Linked DNA regions of Mus musculus: region 1 is linked to region 2. Evidence: chromatin contacts called from public HiChIP or PLAC-seq data. All regions are on one chromosome and are shown on one strand. The core of a region is the stretch at or near the end of the contact, and the rest is flanking DNA. Distances in the headings are between cores, read along the strand shown.

The links. HiChIP or PLAC-seq counts read pairs in DNA pulled down with a chosen protein or histone mark.
Region 1: a contact with region 2 is called in an H3K4me3 HiChIP or PLAC-seq map of embryonic stem cells, with 5 times the contacts expected there. The contact joins the enhancer-like site here to the promoter of Hmgb1 in region 2. A contact is called at or near these places in 3 of 39 promoter capture datasets (the C10 cell line, embryonic stem cells and pre-B cells), 1 of 15 datasets of contacts at CTCF or cohesin (pro-B cells), 12 of 484 Hi-C or Micro-C datasets (B cells, the CH12 cell line, the G1E-ER4 cell line and 4 more), 8 of 115 datasets of contacts at active chromatin or transcription factors (the SCID.adh cell line, bone marrow-derived macrophages, double positive thymocytes and 1 more) and 2 of 9 other capture datasets (adipose tissue and pancreatic islet).

The regions. Positions count from the first base shown.
Region 1 is chr5:149,108,970-149,115,962 of GRCm38.p6, reverse strand. No RefSeq gene overlaps it. Among named protein-coding and RNA genes, the nearest start is that of Gm38752, 21 kb to the right of the region's middle. Within about 2 kb of position 3,287, at least 13 of the 459 cell types and tissues checked have an H3K27ac peak or open chromatin away from gene starts, as enhancers often do. A contact at or near this core is called in embryonic stem cells, where this site is marked.
Region 2 is chr5:149,049,000-149,055,618 of GRCm38.p6, reverse strand. It overlaps Hmgb1 (high mobility group box 1), which reads left to right and starts at 2,562. Exons shown (of 5, transcript NM_010439.4): 1 at 2,562-2,719; 2 at 4,868-5,031; 3 at 5,179-5,324; 4 at 5,718-5,892. The coding sequence starts at 4,882.

The sequences.
Region 1 (6,993 bases), core at 2,038-4,537, 60 kb before region 2:
TTGTTCACATTTCTGTATTGGGCACAGATGTGAATGCATACTCTTTATTTGTGGTGAGCCAGGGATTACGTGCTTTTGGGGAAGGGCCGGAGAACATCCAGGAAGGGAAGGTCATTGGCCGAAGGCTAAGGCTATTGAGATGCCTCCTTAGCATGGAGAGGCGTCCTGGGTGTGCTGTGTGACTGAGTGCCCCTGGCCAACTCAGTTGGGGGTCATGGTTCCAGAGCAGGCAGTAGAGGCGGGGGTGGGGGGGGGGAGGGAAGCCCCACCCCTGCAGGCTCAGATCTCTGAGATTCCAGGGGTTTGAGCACACTCGGCTCCACCAGGTCTTATGTCCATCTGGTGGCACTGTCCACGTGCCCAACATAGTTTGTTTTTTGTTTTTCCTCTCCCGAGAGGTCCTAGGAAGAAGTTATAAGGAGGAAAGGCCTGAAAGCCACCACAGTATCCAATAATGTGACAACTGGGGTTGTGTTCTGAAAAGCCCATCGCCTGGTGATTTTGTTGTGTGACGATCATAGAGTATTCTTACAGAAGCTAAGACTAGACACTGCCACACAGTCTTACGTGGCAGCCGTCCTCTTTGGTCCATTTCTGGCCAAAACGTTGTTCATTATGTGAGCATATAGATACAGCAATACGATGATGTCTATACTCCTAGGATGCTGTAGTGGGGGGGGGGGTGTCCCAGTGACTCAGTTTCCCCAGAAAACCATAATACGAGGTCTGAGGCACGGAAAGACTTAGCAGATTATGACAAAATATCACACAGCCACTACAACATTTATGAAAATAAATCAAAACGAAAAGTATTGACAATATTAAGTAATAAAACAACATCTGAAGTAGTACATGTATAGATTATAACTGCATAAAGCATAGTCAGAAGACATGGAAGCAAGATCTAGAACTTAAAGTTCTCTGGATGCAGATCGATGATGCTGTGATGCTCTGCATCCGGCAAGGATGGGGTGAGCGGAAGGATCTGGCGTGGAGGCCTTTCAGCCCCACCACGGTGTGTGGAGAGTCTCCTCCACACCACTGTACTCCTTGTGTGAATGCATCTTTGGAAATATCCTGAAGTGAACATCCGACTTCCAGAGCTTTGCCACATGCTGATAGCTGCGGTTGGAATGTGGTTTTCATCTGCTCCCCCGAGGCTCTTACTGAAACTTAATTCCCAGTGTGAGGTATTAAGCAGCGGAAAAAGTCAACCCAACGACAGTGTTCAGAGGCACGGCCTATGGGAAGGATTAGGACTAATAAAGTTGTCAAGAGTAGAGGTCCCTTGAATAAATCCCTGTGGCTTCAGAAGATGAGGGAGAAGGAGTAGTCAGACACATGCACACACACCACACCACACACATACACACTCCACACACACACACACACACACACACACACACACCACACATATACCACACACACACACACCACACACACACACACCACACAAACTCACATACTGCCCGTTGCCATGTGATGATACCCTAAGCCGTTCTGGACTCTGACAGCAAGAGAGCATCTCTCTACATGTGAACCATTGAACCCCCAAAGCTAAAATGAACCTCTTCTGTTTACAGTTACCCAGCCTTGGGTATTGTATGATAGGAATAAAAAGAGGTTAAACTGCTGATCTGTTTCACTCTGTAACACCAGCAAGCTTTTGTGGTGTAGCCATTCAGGGCTGCCTTTCCAGCGACGGGGGAGGGGGGCTTCATCATATAGAAGCATCGGGCTTTGCTCGGCTGCTACCAGGCAACATGAAGACTCTCTGACTAGAGCATTGCTGTAACGCTTAATCTCCAGTGAGATTATTTCATAAAATATTGATTTTTTTTCTTGCACAGAAAGGGGATAGTTCATGAATAGAAAATGCTCTCACGAGCAAGAATTCTTCAGTTCCCTTAGTTCATAAGCACGAAGAGTAACGAATGAGTCTGTTTTACAAAACAAGGCTGACTTCTACCATACCAACTGGGAGAGTCGGAGCTAGGAAGTCTTGGTGTTAGGATCCGAGGAACTGGTGTTCCAGGGACCTAACCCTGAACACCAGGGTGCAGCTTTTCCTGCAGACTGTAAAGGTGAACTGCAGACATGAACTTCCTTCCCAAGGTGTAGGCTCTTCTTCTCCTCCTCTTTCCCTTCCTCTCTGTCACCCTGTTTCTCCTTCCTCCTCCCCTTTTCTCACCTCAGCCCCTGCCTAGCTATAATCAGATGCTGGGGTTTTAGCATCTTGCTAGACTGCTACAGACCAGTATGTCCCATGAGGTCTCGATGTCTTGAGAAGGCAGCAGCAAGGTCAAAGAGACAGGAACGGCGGCGTTTCAGTTGTGTGTCCCCACCTTCCCTTGAATCCACTGTGACCCTTGACCTGCCTGCTCCCAGGTTAGAACAGCGAGGAGTTAGAGAGCCAGTGCTCCCAGAATCTAAAGCCTCATTACGTTCTCATTCACATTCTGCTGGCTAAACGAGCTGTTGTGAACAAGCCAGCAAATTATTCCTGATGTTTGCCTCCTGGAGGAACATTGAAAGGTCATGTAACCATCAGAAATACAGCCAGGCAGTGGTGGTGCATGCCAGTGAATCCCCATGCTTGGAGGCAGAGGCAGGTGGATTTCTGAATTTGAGGTCAGCCTGGTCTACAGGGTGAGTTCCAGGAAGGACAGCCTGTGCTACACAGAAAAATCCTACCTCAAGCAAACAAAAAAGGATCAGAAATGCACACGCATGTGTGGGACGGTACTTTAAAAAATAAGCCCAATGCAACAATTAACAGTCAATGCTTCTCATCCAATTGACTAAAAAGATAGAAAACAGTCATGTCAGTGCTCAGGTGTATACCCACCACCGTGAGACTGAGGCAGATGAATCTCACATTGAGGCCAACCTAGACTGCATAGAAAATTTCAAGCCAGCCTGAGATACAGCAAGGCCACTACCCACTTACACCCCACCCCACCCCCATTCAGCCCACTAACAAAACGATAAAAATAACAATCGACAGGCAAGGTAGGAAGCCCTGGAACCTGCACACACTGCTGTAGACACTGCCACTGCTTTGCGGCTTGATGTGACATTTCAGCATAGTCATATACACAGACCTACAGACAGATACACAAACAGAAAAGCTGGAATGGGGCAGCCTGTGCTTGCTCTAAGTCACAGTACCTTGTTGCGGATGGGCCTGGTGCTGTCTGTATTTTGATGTTAATTCCACTCTCCTGGGAGGGTTAGTGGGTGAGGAGTGAGTCACAAACTCAGGTGACTTCTTGTAAACCATCCCCTAATAAATAGAGGAGCCAATCGCTGGTCGGTCGAGTAGGAGGGACTTCTGGGTTGGATAGGGGAAGAGAGGAAGAGGAAAGAGAGAGTCCTTTTTGGACTGGGATAGTGTGAGGACAAGATGTAGCTACTAGTTTCTCCTGGTTTCAATGGCAAATCCGTCAGGATTCGACAGTAGAGGATTTAGATTAAATAAATCTTACAAGATTAGGATTTTAGTTGTTGTGGCCCAGTGGTTGAATTATTGTTGTTTCTGAACTAAGTTTGTGTTGCGTTTTCCTTCACGCGTCAGCTCGTCTGGGCTCAAGAGAGAAAGGTACGGTGACAAAATGTGGGTTTGCCTGATGTGCACCCCAAAGGCCATGGGGGATTTGAAGCATGGGGCTGGCATGGTAGCAACCCACCAGTGGGAACCTAGCAAGCTGGGTGGAGAGATCTTGAAACTCTAAGTCAGAGAGTCTCCACAAGATAAGAACAGGCCAGCTAAACTGCCGGGGCAGAGAGTAGCTGGGTCAAGCATGGGAACTTGCTGTTTTAAAAAATACTTCCCGCAGCAGGACCCTGAAAGCATGGGGTGTTTGTTATACACTGTTGACCAGGGAGGCAGGATTACTGCAGTCAGCTGAACAAAGGCTGTGTTATTACATACAGATAAACAGGTGTAGTTATTATACACAGCTGAACAAGAAGGCTGCCTTAGCTAATCTCAGTAGGTTACGTCTCAGTAGGAGAGTGAACCTTAAGCCAGAACAGGGCTGGGGTGGGGCTGCAGTGGACATTTTCTGAAACACTGTCAACATTCACCACCAGACGTGAAGAAGAGGTATTTCCACCCCTCCCTCTGAGACTCATCTAGGGAAGATTGCTACTCTCAAGGCTCTGGGGCTGTGGGGTCCTTGACATGGCGTGGCTGTGCCAAACAATACATATTCTCTTGGGACTTCACCTACTCCCTGCAATGAGCGGCTAAATACAACATAGTTGTCTGCATAGTCAAAGAGTATTAGACAAGAGGATACAGGGGCTGGAGAGATGGCTCCGAGATTAAGAGCTCTGGTTGCTCTGTAGAGGACCTGGGTTTGCTTCCCATAACAGTCACTCACTCATAACAGCCTGTAACTCCACTTCCGGGGAATCTGATTTCCTCTATCTGGCCCCCGCAGGCGCTGTATGCATGCGGCATACATACATACATGCAGGCAAAACACCCAGACACATACAATAAAAATAAATGTAAAAATAATTTTAAGTAAGAATATTATATAAATGTTCATATATTCACCAGCAATCATGAGCCTTGAAAACATGTTCGGGAAAGGAAGGAAGGAAGGAAGGAAGCAAGCAAGCAAGCAAGCAATCATAAAAGACCACATGCTGGAGTTCCATTTACCAGAAATATCCAGAATAGACATAATCAGAGATGGGAAGTAGATCAATGGTTGCCAGGGGCCGGGAGGGAGGGAATGGGTACCAACTGCACACAGGATTCAGGGTGATGGAGTGCTCAGACTGATGACTCTGGGTGTTCTGAATACTGAAGTTTTGCACTTTAAATGGAAGAATTACAATTCAGAGCACAGCTTGTAATCAAAAGATGTCTTACAACCCGTTGGCCAGGGCCACAGGTGCCCTCACTTCCGGGTTCACGACCATCGGAGACCCTATTGTCCAAACTCAGAAACTACATGCTAATTGCTGGAATAAAACACTAGAAGGAAGACTGCCACTGCTGTGCGTGTGTGTCGCACGTTTATGCCATGTGTGTGCAGGGGCCCACAGAGTCCAGGAGAGAAAGAACATCAGATAGATCCCTAAGATCTGGGGTTACAGGCGGTTGTGAGCCACCTGACCTGGCTGCTGGGGACTGACGTGGGGTCCTTGGGGGACCATGTGCGTCATGTGCTCTGGACCAGCTCCCGCTCCTGGGACTGTCTTTTAGTCCAAGAAACAGGTACATATGGAAGATGGCGAGGTGGGGGCAGTGGAAAAACGGGCAAGGAAAGAGCCCAGATCCCAGAACCTTAGGCACCTCAGGATATTCTTTAGAAATGCTGCATCACCCGTGCCCTTGGCGACACAAAAGGTGAATCAGCAGCAGCAGGGACTCCGAGTCACACCAGCGGCTCACGGACAGCTGAAGAATATAGTGAATTGATCTGTCTGCCTTCCTTTTTCCTTTGTATGCCCCGGGGTGGGTGGAAGGGGAGGAGGGGGGGTGGGGCAGAACCTGGTGAAAAGAGACATTTCAGAAAGCGTAGGATAAAGGGGGTGGTTTGAAGGAGGGTCATCTCCATCTTCCCGGTGGCATGGTTTTCTTTCCTAGCCCTGCCTACCACAGCCTTTGATGCCACGGGCAGAGTCAGTCTTAGGATAGTTCAATTAACAGTTTATCAACTCCACCATGACATGAAGGTGATCGGTGCTTGGTACCGGCCATACTTCAGATTTGGGGTTTTGATCTCCCCACCCACCTCTGACCACATGCATGGGGGTAACCTCGGTGATCCATGGTTTCTGGTCAGCCTTGCACTGGTGGAAGCACACAACACTGCTGGAAAATAGGCTTTGTGTTAGAGTGTTTTCCTAACCATGCTAGTTGATGTAAGTATTCTGAGCACCTTTGAGGTAATCGAGGCTGAGCTACAATGTTCAGCTTGTGAGTGGCAACCCATCTCATCTGGATTTTGGTACTTAGTAACTATTGAAGATAGTTTGTGAGGACCTACACACAACTTAGCCTGAGTCCCATCTTCTGAACATCAAATAAAATGTGTTTAGTTGTTTTGCCTGTGTTTGTTCACCACATGCACAGTAAGTGACTGGGCCAGGACTTGAATCCACCTGGCTTCAGAAGAGGGTACATGGCCCCTCTGCAGGCCACCTTCATGTCTGGTCTAATGAAGCTTAGGGTCCCAGTGTAGTAATATGGAGGCAGGAGGATGATGCGTTTGAAGCTGACCTGGAGTCAAAGAGAGACTCTCTCTCTCTCTTACACACACACACACACACACACACACACACACACACACACAAATAAAAAGGGGGGAGGGGGAGGAGGAAGATGAGAAAGAAAAAAGAGAGAAGAGGTAGATAGGGGTGCACAGAGTGGAGAGGGTCTCAGCTACTCTCCTCCAAACAGCTCACTCAGTCAACTGTGTTTATTACGTTGCTTAAGGGAAGCAGAGTGATCTTGAGACTGTAGCTCCAGCCTCCAGCTTTCTCCTGTCAGTTCTGCTGATGAGCTATCCACCAATCAGATCTGTGTCCTCAACCTTTAGTCTCTCTCTGTCTCTGCGGCTACCTCCACCCCTACCCATGTGTGTGTGTGTGTCTGTGTGTCTGTATATGTGTGTGTCTGTGAGTCTGTATATATGTGTGTGTGTGTCTGCATATGTGTGTGTGTATGTGTGTGTCTGTATGTGTGTTGTATCTGTGAGTCTGTATATATACGTGTGTATTGTTGTGTGTGTGTGTGTCTGTGTGCTGTGTGTGACTCTGTGTGCACATGGGCCTGTCTGTCTGCACCCCCCCCCCTCTTTTTTTGTCTCCCTCACTCATAGACTTTGAACCTAGAGCCTTGGACGTTGCTAGTCTCTTTGCAAGCTGTCTCCAGTCTCTGCTCCCTTGAACTCGCATTCCTCTTCCCTCGGCCTTTGGAGTAGCTGGGATTGTGGGCCTACACCACCAGGCCCCTTACCAAGAACCACG
Region 2 (6,619 bases), core at 1,313-3,812:
CTTTGTGGGCCATAAGTAACCCTAGTCTAGAACACTAGCAGAGTGGGCAGCTGGACCAGGGCCAGGGCTGGAAAGTATGGACAGTGCCACATTCAAATGGAAGCCACACTTAGTAGTGAGGATGCTATTGAAAACAGCTTAATTATTTTGACTTAAGATATACTTGTATGTACATTTTATGTCTATGCACACATATATATATGCATGCAAGCTGCCATGTGGTTGCTGGGGATTGAACCCAGGTCTTCTGCAAGAGCAGCCGGTGCTTTGAACCACAGAACCATCTCTCCACCCAGCTATTGAGAATTTTATAAATATCTAAGAATATACAACAGAGCTAAAATTGTACACTTGCATCTAAAGTACAAGTGTGGCAAGACAGTAAGTATACGTAAAAATAACAATTTAAAAGCCAACATATATTTTAAAATATTGAAAGAGGGCAAGGCATGTTTATATAGTTCTTAATAATAGAGTAGGTCTTGGTTTTGAGAGGGGATGTCTCATTATGTAGCTCTGGATAGGCCTGGAATTTAGTGTGTAGACTAGGCTGGTCTAGAACTCACAGAGATCCTCCTGCCTCTGCCTTCTGAATGTGGGGACTAAAGAGTTAGGGTTTCTATTTCTGTGATAAAAGCACCATGGCCAGAAAGCAAGCTGGGGAGGAAAGGGCTTAATTTGGTTTACATTTCCAGATCATAGCCCATCACTGAAGGAAGTCAGCACAGGAACTCAAGCAGCGCTGGAACCAGGAGGCGGGAGCTGAGGCAGAGGCTATGGAGTTACCGGCTTGCTTCCCCTGGCTTCCTCAGCCTGCGTTCTTTTAGAACCAGCCCAGGGATCACCCACAATGGGCTGAGCTGTCCCCCATTGATCACTAACTGACAAGCACTTAGAGCTGGATCTCATGGAGGCCTTTCCTCAACTGAGGCTCCTTCCTCTCTAATGACTCTAACTTGTGTCAAGTTGACACACAAAACCAGCCAGTACACCATCCCACCCAACAACTACTGTGTGTGTGCGTGTGTGTGTGCATGTGTGTTTAGTGTACTGTCCACTCATGCCAATGATATTCACGAGACCAAGGATATATTGTTAAAAAAAATGGCAATGGACATTAAAGCCACTGGCCAGAAAAGATAATCTAAACCTATTCCAGTAAGGATAATAAATTCGAGCAAATCCATTACATAATAGGGCCTCAGAAGTGGTATAGAAATGAAACCCAGAATCTATGACTTGGATGTTTTGACTTGGATCAAGTGCATTTTGGAGGAATTCTTTGTTTCTTAGTTGAGAAGTGTATAGGAGCCAGGATTTTAAAAAAAAAAAATGGGGGACATTTGTTTTGAAGTGAAGAGAGGTGCTGTGCTCACCAGAAAGAAAGAGCTGTTAGATTCATCAAAGATTGATGGAAGCCTGTGGCCTTTAGAGCCAGCCTGGCTATTTTTCTCTGCATACCTAAGAATGATCAGCCAACTTGAAGAGCAGGAAAAAGCATGGCCTGTGGGTTTGGGCCCAAGCACTCTCCGACTGCTTCTAATCCCTCAGGTAACAGTAGCCCTAAATGTCTGGTAACCCTAGAGCAGGTACATGTATGCACTAAGTGGTGTGATCGGAGGCAAGATAGCAATCACAAAGATTCATTTGATTCTAACAGTAATCCACACCGAGTCACAGAAAACAGCGTCTGTGTGTGTGTGTGTGTGTGTGTGTGTGTGTGTATGTGTGTGTATGGGGGTGGGGCAATGAGGTCTTTAAAGAACTTGCTAATTCTAGCTGGGCCCCCCCCCAAACATTTTCTGAGAACAGCCAGTATCAAACCCCAGTGGCTGTGCATTAATTCCCTGGTATAAGGCTTTGGTGTCCGGGAAGTTCAAAACAGTGCTTTGTGTCTCACCAAAAGGAAAAAAAAAAAAAAAGTTCGAGAAGTACTGGGGGAAACCCGAGCAAACCCAGAAGAAGGGGTGCAACTGGACGCCTGCTGGCGGGTGCAGACTAGGCTTCTGGGCAGGGTGGGCACGTTAGGCGGGCAGTCCCGGGGAGGGGTGTCTTGTGGTGGGCTGCAGCAGCACGGCCGTCCCGGAGCCCGCAGAGGCCCCCGTGTTTGGGCCACAGGCCCCCCCGAGCAGTCACCCCACTCGGGGAGGCATCCCCAAGCACGGGCCGCACATCCCAACGGCTCGGGGCGGGAGCGTGGAGCGGGAGGGGGGGCGGGCCTGCGGGGAGGCGCCCGGGCCTGGGGACGCAGCCGTGGCTGCGGCGGAGCCGGGCCCTGGCCGCGCGCGCCGCGGCTCGGGCGTGGGGCTGGCTCGGGGCAGGCGCAGGCACAGAGACACCATAGAGCTCCGCTTTCCCGTAGCAGCTGCTGCCTCTGCCGCTGCCTCTCCCGCCTCAGCCTCTCGGCCCGGCACACACACACACATTCAGATTTGCGCGCTGTTTCAATCCTCGGTGACGTGTCCTCGCAGACAGCCAATGGCGCGCGGGCTCTGGTCAGGACAATGGGAGGGAACGGGCCAATGAACGGGCCTGGTGAGTTGGCGGTAGCCAATAGGAGGCGCGCTGGCTGGAGAGTAATGTTACAGAGCGGAGAGAGTGAGGAGGCTGCGTCTGGCTCCCGCTCTCACAGCCATTGCAGTACATTGAGCTCCATAGAGACAGCGCCGGGGCAAGCGCGAGCCGGACGGGCACTGGGCGACTCTGTGCCTCGCGGAGGGTGAGTGCGGGGCGGCGCGGCGGCGGGGAGAGCGCCTCGGGTAGCCTGGTCGCCTGCGCGGCGGCCGGATCCCCGCGGCCCGGAGCCGGCGGGTCAGGCTCCACACAAAGGCAAATGAGGGGGGACCGTGGGGGGAACTGCGCACGGAGCGAGGCTCCGCCGGCCGCTGCCGCGAACGCTGCCCCGCGCCGTGCCGCGCCGAGCGGAGCCGAGCCGAGTCGCGGGGCCTCAGGCGGCCGCCACTTCACACCCGCGGCGCCGTCCGCGCTTCACTGGCGCAAAAAAAAAAAAATTTTTTTTTTGTTTTGTGTCTGCCTGTGTGTGTGTTCGTGTTCCGGATTATTTAAAAAAAATTTTTTTTCCCCAAAACGTGTTTGTGGCCCCCAGGGCCGAGCGTTTCGGGCAGGCGGCGTGCGCGGAGCGAGCGAGCCGGCGGGCAGCGGCGCTTCCCCGCTGTATGGGCGGCCGCGGCGGGGAGCGCGGGGCGGCGGGCGGGGCGCCGCTGCGGGCGAGGGCGGCCGCGGGTGGGCCGGGGGCGGCCGTGCGGGGCGGCTCGGGCCGGGTGAGGCGGCGGGCGAGCGGGGCGGCCGTGTGGGGGGGAGCGGCGCCGCTGCGCTCGCTGGAACATGGCTGACTCGGCCGGGCGCTGCTGGCTGGAGAGAAAACAAGGCGGGCGGGCGGGCGGGGGAAGCTGGGCGCAGCAGTTCTGAGGCAACTTTTTTTTTTCCCCCCCTCTCTCCTCTCGCTCCCCTCTCTTCCTCTCCTCTCTCTCTCTCTCAGTCTCTCTCTCTCCCCGGCCCCGCGTTCTCCGTGCGGGGGCGGCGGGGCGCGCGGAGGGAGACGGCGCGGGGGCCGCGGGGGGAGGGGAGCCGCGCGCCCCCCGCCCCTCCCCCGCCGCCATGGCGAGTGCGCCAGCGCCCCGCCCGCCCGCCGCGCGCCTCGGTCTCCTCGCACACTCACACACACATACACACACACACACACTCACACGCGCGCACACACAAAGGGAAGGAGCCATATTCTCGCTCGCGCTCGCCCTCGCGGCGGCGGCGCAGGCGGGGAAGACGCGCAGCGGCCATTCCGTGCGCCCGGCCCTGGCGGCCGCGGGCGGAGCCAGCCCCCATTTCGAGCGGCGGGGCTTCTTCTCTCCTTGCTCCGGGGCCCGACAAAATGGGGGCGGCGGCGGCGCGAGCCTGCGTGCGGCCTTCCGGGCGCACGTGGCGGCCTCGGGCCCGCCCGGAGCCGCAGCCCCCCTCAACCTCGGGCCAAGTTGGGAGGGCGGAGAATCAATCCTGCCCGCGCGCGCGCCAGGGCACCCCAACTTTTCACGGGCCCGGTTTGGGAGACAAACAAACAAAAAAAAAGACAAAAAAAAAAAAAAAGAAGAGAGCGTGCCCGACACCCCCGTGGTGGCGGAGGAGGCGGCGGCAGGAGTGGCTTTTGTCCCTCATCCTTGTTTACTCGGAGAAACTTCAGACCGGACGTGTTTAGTCAGAGCAGAAACGCATCTCGGGGCCAAAGCGATAGGAAACTGCGGCCTCTCCGGGCCCCGGCCCAGCGCCGCCTCCGCCCGCCCGCCCGAGCAAAGTTTGATGCGAACACGGCGTGCTCTAAGAGCTGGGTAAACTTTAGGTGCACGAGGGGCACTTATTGTTTTTGCTTTTCGTCCCCTCCCCCTGCTCTCCTAGGCCTGTAATTCTCTTAAGGTCTACTGGATCATTCCTTGTACCCTGCAAAATTCACTAATGGACAGGGTGGATTTTTCTATCTTTTTTTTTTTTTTTAATGTTTGTTTTGTTGGTTTAAACAATTTGAAAAAAAGATTTAGACATGGTTTCAACGAGCAGTTAGGCATACAGAACAGACACTGACAGCGAATGCTTGAGTGTACCTGTGCCTACTCTTGAGATCACACTTTGAAGACCGTTTTTTTTCCCCCCTCTTCCCTGTGTCCTATGCCCTCATCTCTGTGGCTTAACCGCTTCTAGGAATTGGCTATGGTTTGCAGTGTTCTGCCTAGCTTTTATGGGAGATTGTCGTCATCATTGTGTTAAATAACACAAACTTTGGTTTGTCATGCCACCCTGAGCAGTTTGAAGCTTGTCTGTTTCACAGTTTTCGTTACTAACGTCTAATGCTTTATTTTAGAAAATCAACTAAACATGGGCAAAGGAGATCCTAAAAAGCCGAGAGGCAAAATGTCCTCATATGCATTCTTTGTGCAAACTTGCCGGGAGGAGCACAAGAAGAAGCACCCGGATGCTTCTGTCAACTTCTCAGAGTTCTCCAAGAAGTGCTCAGAGAGGTGGAAGGTAAGAGGGCTTTAGAGATGCTGAGTGCCTCTGAGTTGTAAATTAGGATGAACGGGCTGGGTGTTCTCCTTACTATATGACTATTAAAGTGCTTTAGGCTGGCATATTGAACATCTCTATGTCAAGTTTACAAATAATTCTTTCTAGACCATGTCTGCTAAAGAAAAGGGGAAATTTGAAGATATGGCAAAGGCTGACAAGGCTCGTTATGAAAGAGAAATGAAAACCTACATCCCCCCCAAAGGGGAGACCAAAAAGAAGTTCAAGGACCCCAATGCACCCAAGAGGCCTCCGTGAGTATGAGCTTATGAGCTTTTATTTTGAGTTGTTTAGAGTAGGTAGGAATTGATTGAGCCACGTCGAGTGCCTAGTGTTTGGTTTCTTAGCTGAGAATGGCTTGGGTCGTGTATTTGAGGGGTCAATGTAACTTAAGATAGGTGGTATTATTAGTGAAGGCATTTGAACTGAGAAACTCACTCCTTTGCACAGTATATCACTACGATTTTTGGTTCTTTTTGTATCTTTAGAAATTGCTCAAAACTAATTTAGAATGTTTTGCATCTGTATATATGTCTGAATGTTTACACCCTACCCATACTATGGTATGAATTACTTAAACACTGCAGAGCAGTACAGAGTTGAGTGTTTAGTTTGTTAAAATCCTAAAAGTACATTTCTGGTTTTAGTTCGGCCTTCTTCTTGTTCTGTTCTGAGTACCGCCCCAAAATCAAAGGCGAGCATCCTGGCTTATCCATTGGTGATGTTGCAAAGAAACTAGGAGAGATGTGGAACAACACTGCAGCAGATGACAAGCAGCCCTATGAGAAGAAAGCTGCCAAGCTGAAGGAGAAGTATGAGAAGGTAAGGAGGATGACAGGATACCCAGTGTTAGGGGATTATACTTGATAACTCGTCTTATTTCCTCTTTGTTTGCAGGCTTCGTTGTTTTCATACAGGAACGGCCAATAGTGTGTTCAGTTTTCCTATAATCTGATTTGAGCTAAGGCCTTTAAGCTGTTTTAGTTGTATTTCTTAGTATGTATCCAAATTTGGGGGAAATTTGTAGCTACTTTTGGTGAGAATGGTTTCTAAATGGTTATGTGCATACACTACAAAAATAGATTGGGCAAAGTAACTGTACTGCCTATGTGCAAATTATTATATGTTCACTTTGGATTAAAATAAAATTGCTTAAACTTTAAGCTTGCCAAGGTAACTGTCATTAGAATGGAGGAAAATTGTAATTCGTATACATAAATTAAAATACCTAAAAGCTAATTTTTGTTGAGGTAATTTTTTCTGAAAATGTCTATTTTTTTAGATACACACCCCCAACCTCCCCCCAGTTTTCTTCTGTGGATTAAACTCTGGCTGTGAACCTGTAGAATGCTGTTTTGTGTTCAGAAGGTGGCAGTATTACTCTTTGATCAGTCTGCCTTCTAGTCCTCATAAACTAGAATTAGGATGTGGTATATAATTGCACTTCAGTGAGGCATAACAACACAAATATTAGTCTGACATTTCATGAGTTGTAGATTGCAAATTGTTCATTTTTATGTTGCCTTTTCCCTTGGTCTAATTATTTGGG